Linked DNA regions of Sus scrofa: region 2 is linked to region 1. Evidence: chromatin contacts called from public promoter capture Hi-C data. All regions are on one chromosome and are shown on one strand. The core of a region is the stretch at or near the end of the contact, and the rest is flanking DNA. Distances in the headings are between cores, read along the strand shown.

What was found. Promoter capture Hi-C pulls out the DNA fragments that hold promoters and counts their contacts.
Region 2: a contact with region 1 is called in a promoter capture Hi-C map of liver, with 6 times the contacts expected there. The contact joins the promoter of EIF2B3 here to the promoter of MUTYH in region 1. A contact is called at or near these places in 1 of 5 promoter capture datasets (liver) and 1 of 2 datasets of contacts at active chromatin or transcription factors (alveolar macrophages).

What each region holds. Positions count from the first base shown.
Region 1 is chr6:165,997,297-166,004,402 of Sscrofa11.1, reverse strand. MUTYH (adenine DNA glycosylase) reads right to left here and starts at 1,550. Exons shown (of 16, transcript XM_021096748.1): 1 at 767-1,550. It overlaps TOE1 (target of EGR1 protein 1), which reads left to right and starts at 833. Exons shown (of 9, transcript XM_003128045.4): 1 at 833-1,102; 2 at 1,849-1,991; 3 at 2,079-2,119; 4 at 2,265-2,361; 5 at 2,488-2,646; 6 at 2,910-3,169; 7 at 3,376-3,482; 8 at 3,485-3,534; 9 at 3,616-4,483. The coding sequence starts at 1,051. The coding sequence ends at 4,236. TESK2 (dual specificity testis-specific protein kinase 2) reads right to left here. Exons shown (of 12, transcript XM_021096752.1): 11 at 6,380-6,497; 12 at 4,401-6,071. The coding sequence ends at 5,365.
Region 2 is chr6:166,350,389-166,357,799 of Sscrofa11.1, reverse strand. It overlaps EIF2B3 (translation initiation factor eIF-2B subunit gamma), which reads right to left and starts at 3,882. Exons shown (of 12, transcript XM_021096758.1): 1 at 3,782-3,882.

The DNA of each region.
Region 1 (7,106 bases), core at 301-2,800:
TGTGATTCTTCCATCAGTGCCTGCCTTCCCCACTTAACTGTAAAACTCGACAAAAGCAAAGACTGGGTGTCTTTTGTTGACGGTTGTGTCCCCAGAGCTGAGCACAGTGCCAGGCAAACTGTACACTATAAACACTTGTTAAATTAATTTGGGATGAGGTAAAAGTTTCCCTCTTTTCAGAATAGGAGAAATTCAAGCCATTCGAAACAGAGATGAAAACACTCGGTAGAAAGGCTGAAGATGAACTGAAAACAGCAAAAAACGGAAGTGAACGAGTTGAGAGTCTTTGGTGGGAACCAAAGCCCCTGGGAAAGGACTAGTGTCCGGTAGGCGCAGAGCATCTCCCGGTAGCAGGAATCGTGTTCAAACCCCCTGCAGGTCAACTATACCTCCTAACTGCTGACAATTTGTCCCTGCTAGAGTCCTAATTCAAGTCCCTATTATCACGCATCAGGGTTACTTAAAAGGTGTCCCTGCTACCGGGACGCTCTCATCTCCCGCAGCCTCATTTCCCGTCCCGCTCCCCGCTTCTTTCACTTCCTGGGACGAAAGGCGCTCTCCACCCTCCCCAGGAACTTGCCCATTCCCAGAATATTGCTCTTTCTCCACACTCCCCTGTCTCTGCATAACTCATATGCGTGCTTTAAGCTCAGCTCGGGCAGCGCCACCTCCTCTGGGGGGGAACCCCCGCACCCCCGTCCCGGAGCACCCCTCCCCGCGCCGCGGCGCTCAGGTCCACATTCCCGCCGCGCTGTGGGCGAATTACCTCTCGCGCGGTCTCGCGCGGCCGGCTCCCGACTGGACGCCAGGGGGCGTGGCTCCGGCCAATCCGGGAGGTCAGCGGGAACACGCCAGCCAATAGGCTCTCAGCGCGCGCCGGGCCCGCTGCTCCGCGCCAGCCCCGGGAGCTCTGAACGGAAGTCCGACCTGTCGGCGACCCAGGGGGCGAGGCGAGGCGCCGCCACCTCCCCGACGGCGAGAGCCGAGCCGGGGGACGAAGCGGAAGTCCCGCGGACCCACTGACTATACTGAAGAGAGACTCGCGGTGTCATGGCCGCCGACAGTGACGACGGCGCAGCCTCAGCTCCAGCCGTTTCTGACGGTGAGTGGCTTCCCGGGGACAGCTTTGAAATCCTGTACGTTTGGCGGGGCGGGAGGGCCTCAGGTTCACTGTTCGAAGAAACCGACCTCAAGTTTCAGAGGACTAGCTGCTTCCTTCTGGACCAGCCACGAGGAGACTACAAGTCCCGGCGTGCACCGCGACGCTGGCTGCGGAAGTCTGGCGTGCTGGCGCGGAGTCGGGACGTGCAGGGGCGTGCCGGGAGATGCAGTCCGGAGCTCGAAGCTCTGTTAAGCGGGGCGGGTGGGGAGTTGTGGGCAGGAAGTGGGACGGATGCGGGCGTAATGTATCAGGCTCTGCGCGCGCTCTGGCTGCTGCCGCGTGTGGCTATGAGGTGCCCCGGGAACGGTGCTGTAGAGCCTTGCAGGATATTAAAGGAGCCGAGGTCCTCCATCCTTGCAAAAGATTTCGTAGAGGATGTGGGGAAAAGGAACCTCACAGATCATCGAGCCCAACCTTAGTCTTTTACAGGTTTTGATGCTGAGGAGGAAGACACTTTCCCAGCCTCATAATCTTCTGAAAGACCTGGGCTTTTTTTCCCCAAAATCGGGGCACTGTGCACCCCAAGGCCTGTGTATTGAGCATAAGTGATACAAAGGCTTGAGGGGAAAGCTGCCATATCTTGCCTAAAGAGAAACTGCTCCTGCCTCTGCCCCCAGCCATGGCCTAGCTTAGTGTTTGTTCTCATGGGCCCTCTGCCTGAGCGTCGTCACCCTCCTTACCCCCAGGTGGTGTCCACCAAAGCACAAAATCTGGGGAGGAGCTGGCAATCCAGGTTCCCGTGGTGGATGTACAAAACGACAACTTCAAGGAAATGTGGCCGTCCCTCCTGCTGGCCATAAAGACAGCTAGCTTTGTGGCTGTGGACACGGTGAGGGTTGGGGAACTGGGAGAGCCGGTGGTTGTGAGGGGGCTGGTGCTGCGGACCTAACACAGCTCTCTCTTTGCTGACGCTTAGGAACTGAGTGGGCTTGGGGACCGGAAGAGTTTGCTGAACCAGTAAGTGTAAGCCCTGATCTCTTTAGTCCTAGCCTTGGCAGGAGGGGCAGAGCTCAGCCCTGGAGTGGAGGTCACAGTCCTGGGTGGTTTGGGTCCGTCATGAGGCTAAGTCCCAGCCACAGCCACTCCCAACCTCAACCCCAAGGTGCATCGAGGAACGTTACAAGGCCGTGTGTCATGCTGCCAGGACCCGTTCCATCCTCTCCCTGGGCCTCGCTTGCTTTAAGCACCAGCCGGACAAGGTATGGGCTGATCTCACCCTCTCCCAGGTCTGTGGCTGGGGGAGGAGGGTTGAGATCCTAGAGAACATCAGCTGTGAGGTTTTTTCCTCCCAAGGCTTGACGTAGCAGAACCTCCTTCTCTCCCAGGGTGACCATTCATACCTGGTCCAGGTGTTCAATCTGACCCTGCTGTGCATGGAGGAGTATGTCATAGAACCAAAGTCCGTGCAGTTCCTGGTCCAGCATGGTTTCAACTTCAACCGGCAGTATGCCCAGGGCATCCCCTACCACAAGGGCAACGACAAGGTAGGACTCCAGCCTTGAGGCGGCCCTTTCTGTGACTTCATTTCTTACTCCTCTTTGCGGCTGGGTGCCTGGGGGAGGATCTGTTTCTTAGGCACATGGGGCGTCGTGACAGCTGGGGAAACAAAACATACCTTGGTGAAGAGCGCTGGATTAGACAGCAGGAGAGAACTTTCCAAGTGAGGGAGCCTGGGATGTATGTGTCCTGCAAAAGAGGCTTCCCTGGGGACTCTGTCCTTCCCAGTGACCCCTTTCTTTCCACCCAGGGCGATGAGAGCCAGAGCCAGTCAGTGAGGACCCTGTTCCTGGAGCTGATCCGGGCCCGCCGGCCCCTGGTGTTGCACAACGGTCTTATAGACCTGGTGTTCCTGTACCAGCACTTCTATGCGCACCTGCCCGAGAGCTTGGGAACCTTCACTGCTGACCTGTGTGAAATGTTCCCAGCTGGCATTTATGACACCAAATATGCTGCTGAGTTTCACGCCCGCTTTGTGGCCTCCTACCTAGAATATGCCTTCCGGAAATGGTGAGGGACTGGTTGAGGGAACAGGGTGGGGCCTGGTATTGTCTTGACTATTTCACTCACTTAAGACATTGATTGAGTGCCTCCCCTGTGCCAGGCACTGTGTTGGGTGCTGAGGGTTCAGGGTTCAGCAGTGAACAAAGCAGACAAACACCCTGTTCTCACGGAGCTTATATGCTCAGGGACGGGTACCTTCTTGTGTGTTGCAGTGAGCGGGAAAATGGGAAGCAGAGGGCAGCTGGCAGCCCACACCTTACCCTGGAGTTCTGCAGCTATCCTTCTAGCATGAGGGCCCACATTGACTATCGCTGCTGCATGCCCCTGCAACCTCCCGTCCCCATTCCACCAGCATCTGTGACAACTTCTCGGTGAGAGCACCTGCCTATTTCCTGGGGGGAGGGAGGTTTAATGCCTCGAACCCCTCTCTAAGGTTTTTTCCCTGCTTCCAGGCCTACGGCTGGTGCCCCCTGGGACCACGTTGTCCTCGGTCCCATGATATTGACCTTATTATTGACACTGACGAGGCTGTCGTGGAAGACAAGAGGCGTCGACGAAGACGTAGGGGAAAACGGCTGAAGGCTTTGTTGAGCCTGCCTGCGAGACAGACCCCTGGGGAAACGGAGGGTGGTCCTCCCGCCAAGCAGGTCCGTGGGGAAGGCCTGAAGCCTGAGGAAGGTGAGCCGGAGGTGGCTGAGGATGAGACTGGGAACCAGCCTGGCTCTGAGCAAGGTCACGAAAACGACTTGGACGTGGAGCTTGAGGCAACAAGGCCTGCACCAGCTGACGTGACCGCCCCAGAAGCACCAGGGAGCCAAGCCAGTCCTAACCCAGTGCCTGGGGATGGGCTGCATCGGGCTGGCTTTGATGCCTTCATGACAGGCTACGTGATGGCCTATGTGGGAGTGGGCCAAGGACTCCAGCCCTGTCGCTCTGGACCATGGCTACCTGAATGCCACAACAAGGTATACCTGAGTGGCAAGGCTGTCCCCCTCACCGTGGCGAAAAGCCAGTTCTCCCGTTCCTCAAAAGCCCACAACCAGAAGATGAAGCTGGCTTGGGGCAGTGGCTGACCCAACTTCTACACAGCACTCAGGGCCCGGGAACAAAGCTGAGGGTGAAACAGAAGGGTCTGGATCTCTCTCAGCCGTGAGTGCCTGGCAGACGCTGCCGCGTCACTCCTCGTCCTCTCTCTTTACACCGGAGGTTGGGGAATAAGGGGCACACACAAGAAGGCTGACCAGCACCTGTAACACCGACTTTATTTATTTTTAAATCTCAAAGTGTCTTGGGAAAGTTTTACAAAAAAGAAAAAAAAAATCAACAGAAACAAGATATGAAAATATTTGACCAGCTTCATCTTTGGTTATTTCTTATTGTGGCTCTAGAAGGACAGACTGTTCCCGTAGCAGAAAGGGAAGACCTCAGTCCACGTATAAACCATTTAACCAACCGGGCATGTGACGTGTTGACAAATACACAGAGCAGGCCCTCGGGCCTACAAGACCAGCCCCACTCCCAGCCACAAGGCTGAAAGTCTTACAGGGCAGGACATTAAGACTCCTTCATAAATATGAAAATAGATTCATCAACTGGAAAAGATCTTTGAATAGTTAGCTGAGAGCCACGACCACCACTCCGCCTCGCCCTCCCCTTGCATAGAGATGTAGTGACGTGGCCTGACCGCGCAGTAAGTGCAAACAGCAATTATTCAAGTGTCTTAGACATCCTGGCAAGAGGCACCCCAGGCTTCAGGTCTGAGAAATCGCCATGCCCTTGGTGGCCTCCTGGTCAGCTCCAGATGCCAGCCACTAGCTTATATGCCCCCGGAAAGCGCAAGAGGCAGACCTGGGGTAGGAGAAGAACCTGGGGTGGTAGCTGCCTGCCAGCTCACACTAGAACTAGGAGTCCTCTGGTCCGTCTGGGGACGTGCACGGGGGAATCAGGTGGGGGCCAGAGCTCCTTGCTGGATTGCAGAGGCTTGGTGTCAGCTGTTGGCCCTAGTTAACTAGGAAGGCCTCTCGCTGCGGCCTCACCTCTCATACACAGCCACGGGCACCGGGAGCCCCGAAGTTGAGCCTGGCTTGGCTTAGCCTGCCTGCTCTGTGGGCCCCAGGGAAGAGTCAAGGCTGTGCACCAAGGGGGCCCTGTGGCTTCGGCTGAAGGTCCAGCCCCAAGGTGAGCTGGGGATTAACCCCCTCTCACCCATCCTGCTCTCCCTGGGTTTTCAGGCCTGTGCCAGAGACGGCCAAGTCTCTTGGCCTTTCTTCTACCTCCATCTCCTCAAGGGCACCTGCAAGACATAGACCGGGCCCCGGGGGCCTGGGGCCAAAGCCATTTTCTTCCTGGGGTCCGGAGCAATCCATGGCCTCGTGGGCTGGAGCAGCTGGTAGGGCAGGTGCTCGGAATGGTGGGATCTCTCTTACTCTGTACTTGTGACTACTGAGGCGCGGGGGGGGCCCGTCAGATAGTGATTCTTCTCGGCCCACAAACGGACAAGCCTCCTGATGCAAGAACTCTGGCGAACCAGGCAAAGAACGCCACCGGCGAGCCGGTGGAGCCAGGGGCTCCTGCCACTCGGCCACAGGCGTGCTTCCAGGCCCTGGCGCATCCAGGTCAAACACCAGGGAGATGACAGATTTGCTGGGCAGGTCGAAGAATTTGATCTTGCCACCTTTGAGGTCCTGGCGAGCACTGAAAGGGTTGATTTTGGGGGCACGGGCAGCACCGCCTCGTTGTGGCTGGTAGTAGGGGTCCAAGACATTCACTGTACGTGGGGGCTTGCTGGAGAAGATGTCTGACTGGCTTCGAGACAGCCAGATGGTACGCCGTGGGCGTGGGGACTTAGGAGGGATCTTGTTGTCCTGTAAGCTCAGTCGCTTCAGCCCAGGTCCTTTCTCCAAGAGTCCTGGAGAATAACGAGTCAAGTCAGGGGTTACTCTCACTAGTCAGAGCCAATGGAAGCAGCACCGCCTACCACAGTGTTACCAACTAGAAAGCAGAGTGGGTACTGCTGCCCCCGTTTCACCAATGAGAAAACAGACTCAAGGGAGGCACAGGACTCAGAGCCCCAAGACATTCTCTGTCATCTCCTCTCCTCTGCATTTCTTCTGGACATGGGATCCTGCAATCACAGCCCAAGAGGGGGAGGCCACCCCCCCATCCTAATACCCTCCCGCTTGGGGTCAGGTTGGACATTCTGATCTCATTTCTTACCCTTGGCTGCGGGTTGCAGCTTCCTGTCCCTTTCCAACTCTTCCTCCTGTAGGCGGCTCAGAATTTCCTCCAACGTCTTCCCAATTTCCGCAAAGGAAGGGCGAAGTTTGGGGTCCATCTGTAGGCATCCACATGAGCCATTAGCCCTGCTCTCCTATCTTCCATCCCAAGGATAGCATTTGAGTCTGACTCTGGCATCTCTTTAAGGTTCTGAAGTGCATCTCAGAGGCCTCTTCTGAGTCCCAGACCGTAAGAGTGAGTCCCAGAGTAAAGGTTGGGAAGATGCTATTGTCCCATATGCTCCCCTGTCTCAGCAGCCTTTCTGTACATGCGCTACCCCGCGTTTGGCATGGAACCCCCCGGGAGGGCATGTCCACCTTGGTTGGTTCTATTCTTTCTTGAGCTCTGCAGCTTACGTGTTTCTGGAAGGTACCTGGACAAGGCCCAGCTACTCCTGAGTCGTAACAGGTAGGTCCAGCCCCAGAGTTACATAAAATGAAGGCTCACAAGAGCCTTTCTCGTGGGCCTTGGGACCAGCTGGATCCACCTAAAACCTGACCAGAGCTCCATCAATATCCAAGGCAAGGGTGGCAGGTGTACACTACAGCCTAAGGACTGGATAATACAGAGCAATTTTCTTTTCCTTGGTCCAGAGTCTGGCAGGCCCAGAGGAGGGAGCCTGGACACTGTCACTCTTGAGTGGAAAAGAGGTCCCTTGTGAGGTTAG
Region 2 (7,411 bases), core at 2,633-5,132, 350 kb before region 1:
ACTCTGCTCAGATCCTGCATTGCTGTGACTGTGGTGTAGGTCAGCGGCTACAGCTCCGATTGGACCCCTAGCCTGGGAACCTCCATATGCTGCGGGTGTGGTCTAAAAAGACAAAAGACAAAAAAAAATAAAATAAAATTTGGCCATTGCCCTTGAGTTGCTCACAATTAAGTGAAGGCAAATGCAGTAAATTACAATATACACTCAGTAATGCCCTGGCAGGGATCTATCCAAGACGAAGTAGGCATATACAGTGATGGCAACACCCAAGTCTTCCTAGAAAAGACAGGAAAGCTTTATAAGAAAGCAATGCTTGAGCTGACTCTTAAAAGAGTATGAGTTCTATCAAGTTGGCTCCTGATATGTGAATTCTTATTCCTTCAAAAAATTTAAAACTGACTAGAATTAATAACAAAAATACAAGCACATTAGATCTCTGAAAAGTAGGAAATGACTTAAGATTCTTTTAATAGTTCAGCCATCGGCTCCCTTCCTGTCATGATCCCCAACATGAAAGACGGCACTAACTTAGATTTGCAGAGCCCAAATGTACAAACAAACCAAATTCATTTCTTTTGGAGTTTCCACTGTGGCTCAGCCATTAGCAAACCCAACTGGCATCCATGAGGATGCGGGTTCGACCCCTGGCCTTGCTCAGTGGGTTAACGATCTGGTGTTGCCGTGAGCTGTGGTGTAGGTCTCAGATACAGCTCGGACCCCGAATTGCTGTGGCTGTGGTGTAGGCCATCAGCTACAGCTCTGATTGGACCCCTAGCCTGGGAACTTCCATATGCCACAGGTGTGGCCCTAAAAAGACAAAAGACAAAACAACAATGACAAAAAACCAAATTAATTTCTTTTCTTCAAACTCAAGTAATAAATGAGCTTGTGTGACATTCAAAAAAAATCTCTTAATGGAGTTCCCTTGTGGCACAGTGGGTTAAGGATCCAGTATTGTCACTGCACCATGTTGCTGGTGCTGTGGCTTGGGTTCCATCCCTGACCTAGGAAGTGCCACATGCCACCGACATGGCAAAAAGAAAAAAAAAAAAAATAGTAGCTACCACAAAAGAGAGGCACATTAAAAGGTCCTAAGTCCTTATTGATTTAAAATAAATGTGCTCTTTAACTTACAACAAATGACGTAACCTTTTAAATACAAAAATGAAATTTAATGTTCAGGAAAAATAATTTATTTTAACACCAAACTGCCAAATACTGTTGCACCTTTACCATAATCTTAATCAGTCTTGGGTTCCCCACTCAGTACCCAACACTCTCACCCTATACACACAAACACAAAGTGGAAACTCTTATACAACACCCACAATTTAAAGATACGGTAATTTGTTTTGTTTGCCTTTTTGTCTTTTTAGGGCCTCACCTGTGGCATAAGGAGGTTTCCAAGCTAGGGGTCGAATTGGAGCTGTAGCCGCCAGCCTACGCCACAGCCACAGCAACATGGGATCTGAGCCGCAGCTGCGACCTACACCACAGCTCATGGCAACGGCGGATTCTTAACCCACTGAGTAAGGCCAGGGACTGAACCTGACTCCTCATGGATGCTGGCTGGGTCCATTAACTGCTGAGCCACAATGGGAACTCTGACGACATGGCAATCTGGATTCTAGCAAGCATAGCCTCAAATCGGAAAATTTTTTTTTTGTTTTGCTTTTTAGGGCCACACCTGTGGCACATGGAATTCCCAGGCTAGGGGTCTAATCTGAGCCACAGCTGCTGGCCTACGCCACAGCCACTGCAATGCAGGATCCGAGCTGTGTCTGCAACCTACACCACAGCTCGTGGCAACGGCAGGTCCTTAACTCACTGAGTGGGGCCAGGGACTGAACCCGCAACCTCATGGATCCCAGTCGGGTTCATTAACCGCTGAGCCACGAGGGGAACTCCCCTCAAATTGGAATTTAACTTCAATCTGGCACTACATAACTCCCATAACATCTGACAGTATTATGAAAAGAGCACCAGGTCCTTAAGAGTTAAAAGACCTGAGTCAGAGTTATGGTTCTACCACTTACAGGTGATGTAACCAGGAGCCTGACATTTAAAACTCTTATTGTCCTCAGATTCTAGAAGGGAGCCTGGTGGTTCAATTCCCAGACCCTTAAACCAGACTGCCTGGGTTTGAATTCTAGTTCTACCATGAATTAGCTGTGTGATCCGTGGTAAACTACATAACTTTTCCAAGTCTCTGTTTTCTTAATTTTCTTTTTTTATTACTATTTTTTATTAAAGTGTAGTTGATTTACCATATTGTGCCAATTTCTGCAGTACAGCAAAGTGACCCAGTCATACGTAAACACACACTCCCTTTCTTATATTATCTTCCATCATGGTCTGTGCCAAGAGACTGGATACAGTTCCCTGTGCTGTACAGAGGGACCTCATGCTTATCCATCTAAATGGAATAGTTTGCATCTACTAAATCCAAACTCCCAGTCCATCCCACTCCCTCTTCCCTCGCCTTTGTGTTTTCTGAATTTTCTAAGATAAGGATAATTAGTTTCTACTTCACAGGGTAAATATTAAATGAGTTAATCTACGTAAAACACACAAAATAATGTTAATCCCGTGACAAGCAGTGTATCCATGTTTGATATTATTAGACAGATCATGAAAGTCTTCTGTGCCAACTGAACCACGATGTTGCATAATTCTGGTCCCTGTATTGCTATTCTTGCTTCCTAAGCGGCCCTTCTCCTGTATGTAATCCACCTATTAAACTTTTAAGACTCAGTTCAAGAATCATCTTGCCTAAAAAGCCATTCCTAACCCTTCCCACTCTCCTGGTAGAAGCAACTAACTCCTTTCCCCTTAGATGCTTCCACTCTGCTATGTACATAGCATCTCTGCCTTTACAAGCTTTATCATCCACTTGCTATTTCCTGCGAGTTCCCTGACTGTCATCCCTGTATTCCCAGCACCTGGCCAGGCACTCAATCAGTGTTTGTGGAATAAGCACCTGCGAACCTCACAACAACCCCATGTAAGAGTCAAGTTCAAACATGTGCAGAAGTGACATCAGAACCCAGGTCACCTCGATCTGAGGTTCCTGCTCTCCATGAGGCCCGGGGGGTAATCATGGACATGACTTTCCATGACACCAGGCAATCCGTCAAACGTCTCAATGTCACTGCCATGACTCTGGACGATGGGAATCAAGGCAAAGATTCATTGGCCACTCAATGGCTGGGACAGAGAGCACAAAAGTTTTAAGAGGGGGTGTTCATGGCACCCCAGACCTGCCTCCGTCAGAGCACTCACTGCCTTCTCCCTTCGAAAACTGGCAAGATAAAACATCATATCATAGTTATCCTCTCAGCGAGACCTGACTGCATTCCTCTTTGTAGTCCACTGTCTTGCACTTAAACAACTAAACACAGCATCAATGAACAAAGGGCTTAAGTGAGCAGAGCTCAGGCACTGTCCTCAGGGCGCCTGGTCCTGGGTCTGAAGCTCCCTGGATGAGACTTCTAGCAGACCCTGAAACTCCGTTTCCTCCACCTGTTGCACAAGGTGGTTGGCTCGGATTCTCGCCGAGCGCCCTTCTAGTTGGGGCACTTGGCTCCGCGGCCAGGTCGGGCAGGCGCTCCAGCCGGCAACTCCGGGGCTCCGCACCTCCGCCACCCGCTCAGGCCCTGCTCGGCCGGGCTCCAGGAGCTCGACCCCCTCCGGGGAAGCGGGGCTCGGCGGCCTCCACCGCGCGGCTCCCGCGGCCAGCCAACTCGCGCGCGGCCTGGCAGCGCAGAAGCTTCGGCTTTACCTCGGGTCGCGCGCCGCCACCGCTCCCAACGCTCCCCACGCCGCCGCTGCCTGACAGCCCAAAGGCGCAGGCGCGCGATGGCCGAACAGATCGATGGGACGCGCCGGGCAGGCCCGCGGAGAAGGGATGAGCGCCGAATGATAGATGACGGCCAGAAGCGCGCTGCTGGGGGGAGCGGAGGAGAGCGGCCGGCGGCGCTCCCTGTGGCTTTAAGTCCGTTCACATGTCATCAATGTCCGGGTGAAATGGAGTTTTAACTAAAGAACAACCCCCACCCCTTGGCTAAGAAGGCAGCTGCAAGCCTTTCAGCTGTGCTCGTCACTATACCACCCTTCTTGTAATAATGTAACAACTGTGTGCCCTCTGTCCCAGCCAGCAGCCCTGCTAATCAGGTACCCAGCATTGCTTATCAGTTCCGCTTCTGTAACCTTGCTGGCTCAGTTTCTTAGGGAGGAACACTGTCTGCTTGGGGATGGGGGGAGGTCCGGGATGCTTACATGGCAAAAGCAAGCCCTTGTAGTGTATAAAAGTTACTGAGAACAAAGACCTGGTGCTCAGACTCTGGAGGTGTCTCCTCTGAGCCCTCACCGGTGCTGAATAAATCTTGCTTTTCCATAGATCTGAGTGCTGTTTGTCTCCTTCCATTGCCACGGTTTTTGCGGTTTCCACAATACAGGGAGCGTCCCTCGCGGTGCAGGGGTCCTTGAAACTCAGGCTGGAACAGCCGCAGTCTCTTCCTTAAGGCAATTGTCCTTCTAGGATCGGTCCCCAACCACACTCTGCGATGTGGGGCTCCCCAGTGGAGAAATCACCAAATCTCTTGCAGGCCAACGATTGCCAAGGTTTTCTATGTCCAGTGATGCCTAATATGGGGACTCAACGTTGGCTTTTTTTTTTTTTTTTTGTCTTTTGTTGTTGTTGCTATTTCTTGGGCCGCTCCCACGGCATATGGAGGTTCCCAGGCTAGGGGTCGAATCGGAGCTGTAGCCACCAGCCTACGCCAGAGCCACAGCAACGCGGGATCCGAGCTGCGTCTGCAACCTACACCACAGCTCACGGCAACGCCGGATCGTTAACCCACTGAGCAAGGGCAGGGACCGAACCCGCAACCTCATGGTTCCTAGTCGGATTCGTTAACCACTGCACCACGACGGGAACTCCGACATTGGCTTTCTAAACCAGACTATTTTGGTGTGGACAACATCCGCCTTTAATCCATCAAAACGGTTGGGGACGCGGAATTAGGGAAGATCTCACTGAGATGGTGACATCGAACAAGATCTTGAAGAGCGTGAGTCAGGTGGATATTTTCTTGAAGAGTGTGAGTCAGGTGGATATTTTGAGTAAAAGCCTTCCAAGCGGAGTGGTCAGCAAGTGCAAAGGCCCTCAAGAGAGACCGCAAGTTCAAAGCACATAAAAGAGGCCAACATGGCTGAAGCAAAATAAGTGGGGCAGAGGAATGACGACCAAGGAAATCAGAGAGGCAATGGAGGAGAGGGCAGAGAATTCAGATCCTGTGGGTCTTTTTTTTTTTTTCTTTTTTGGCTGCCCCTTGGGGATATGGAGTTCCTGGTTCAGGGATCAAATCCCAGCTGCAGGGTCAACCTACAGAGCAGCTGTGGCAAAGCAGGATCCTTACGTTGGGATGTCGGGCTGGGAATGGAACCTGCATCCCTGAGCTCCAGAGATGCTGCAGTTCCCTTTGCACCACACCAGGAACTCCAGTCCTGGGGTCTCGTATGCCACCGTGAGGACCTTGAAGGAAGCGGAGGAGGAGCAGTATGACAGGTTTGAAAGGATCACCGGTTGCTGTAATGATAATAGACTCCCTGGGAGCACGGAGACCGCTTAAGAGGCTGCAACTCTATGAAAGAACCCAAACAGCTGCATCTAGACAACTCCAACAATTGCGAGAGATAATAATAAAATTTTTTTTTGATGTTTTAAACAGTAAGTTTTGGGGTGGTTTGTTAAGCTACATAGATAACAGGAACAACGGTCATTATCTCTTTCGCACACATTCCTGCAATTTCCTAATCTTTTGGAAGCTTCCTCTTTCTTTCTCCATCTCTTAAACCCTAAAATGCTTTAGCTGCCTGCCACTTATGAGGTAGAGTCTAATTTCTGCAATAAAAGTAAACTGCTTTATTCAAAAGTATTTATTGCCTGCCTGATACATGCCAACCAATGTTTTGGATGCTTGATGCTGGAGATACAGCAACCGAGAAACACCAGACTCGTACTTTTCCCCAGACTTTCAGCCAGAAGAATAGGCGCTCAGTGCAGAACCTACTAAAAAAAGTCCTGGAGTTTCCATCATGGCTCAGTGGAAGGGAATCTGACTAGCATCCATGAGGATGCAGGTTTGATCCCTGGCCTTGCTCAGTGGGTTAAGAATCCAGCATTGCCATGAGCTGTCGCAGACGTGGCTCAGATACCGAGTTGCTGTGACTGGTGTGGGGCAGCGCTGATTCGACCCCTAGCCTGGGAACCTCCTTATGCCGCAGGTGTGGCCCAAAAAAACCCAAACAAAACAAAAAACAAACAAACAAAAGTCTCGAAGCCATATCCATAAAACTGGCCTATCCTCCTTCACGTTGGGATACTGGTGATGAGTTGTTACTGGATATTTATTTTAACTCAAGTAAAACACTAAGTATGTTGGTAAAAGGGCGCCATGGAACGATCGGTTTGGTTACAAGAGACTCAAAACTTGACCACCCTCTCCTTCTGCAGCAAGACTCTCTCCTCTTTGGTATTAAGCAAGCAGAAGCCTTGGGAATTATAGTATTGTTTTGAGGTAAGAACTAGTTATGAAGTGAGAACTGCATTCAACCTCTGATGTGTCATCCATTTTATTTTATTTTATTTTGTCTTTTTAGGGCCGCACCCATGGCATATGGAGGTTCCCAGGCACAGGGTCGAATCGGAGCTTCAGCTGCCGGCCTACACCACAGCCACAGCAACGGGGGATCCGAGCCACATCTTCGACCTACACCACAGCTCACGGCAACGCTGGATCCTTAACCCACTGAGTGAGGCCAGGGATCGAACATACAACCTCATGGTTCCTAGTTGGGTTTGTTTCCCCTGTGCTACGACAGGAACCCCCTGTCATCCATTTTAAATGCTCATGTTTAAGCTAGCAAATGTTTTCAGGGAACTGGAGGATTTTTCTCCTACAGTTGAGGAAAGTAGTTGAGAGACTGCTTCAGTTTAAACTCATTTTCAATTATTCCCTTAGGGCAGCAATTCTCAAACTTTTTGGTCTCTGGACCCTTTATACTCTTAAAAATTATTGGGGCCCCAAAGAACTTTTGTTTGTATAGATTGTATCTGTTGATATCGACCATATTAAAAATTCAAACTGAGAAAATTTTTAAATATTAATTCATTAAAAATAAAAACAATAAAACCATTACATGGTAACACACTAACATTTTAATGAAAACATAACTATGTTTTCAAAATAAAAAAATAGAAGAATACCAATACCATGGTTTCACCTTCTTGCACATCTCATTAATGTCTGGCTTAGAACAGAACAGCTAAGTTCTGCCACCAGTTGTCACCTGTTGTGTTGGTTAATGAAAACCTGACCTCACACAGATGCATAGCTGGAAAAGGGAG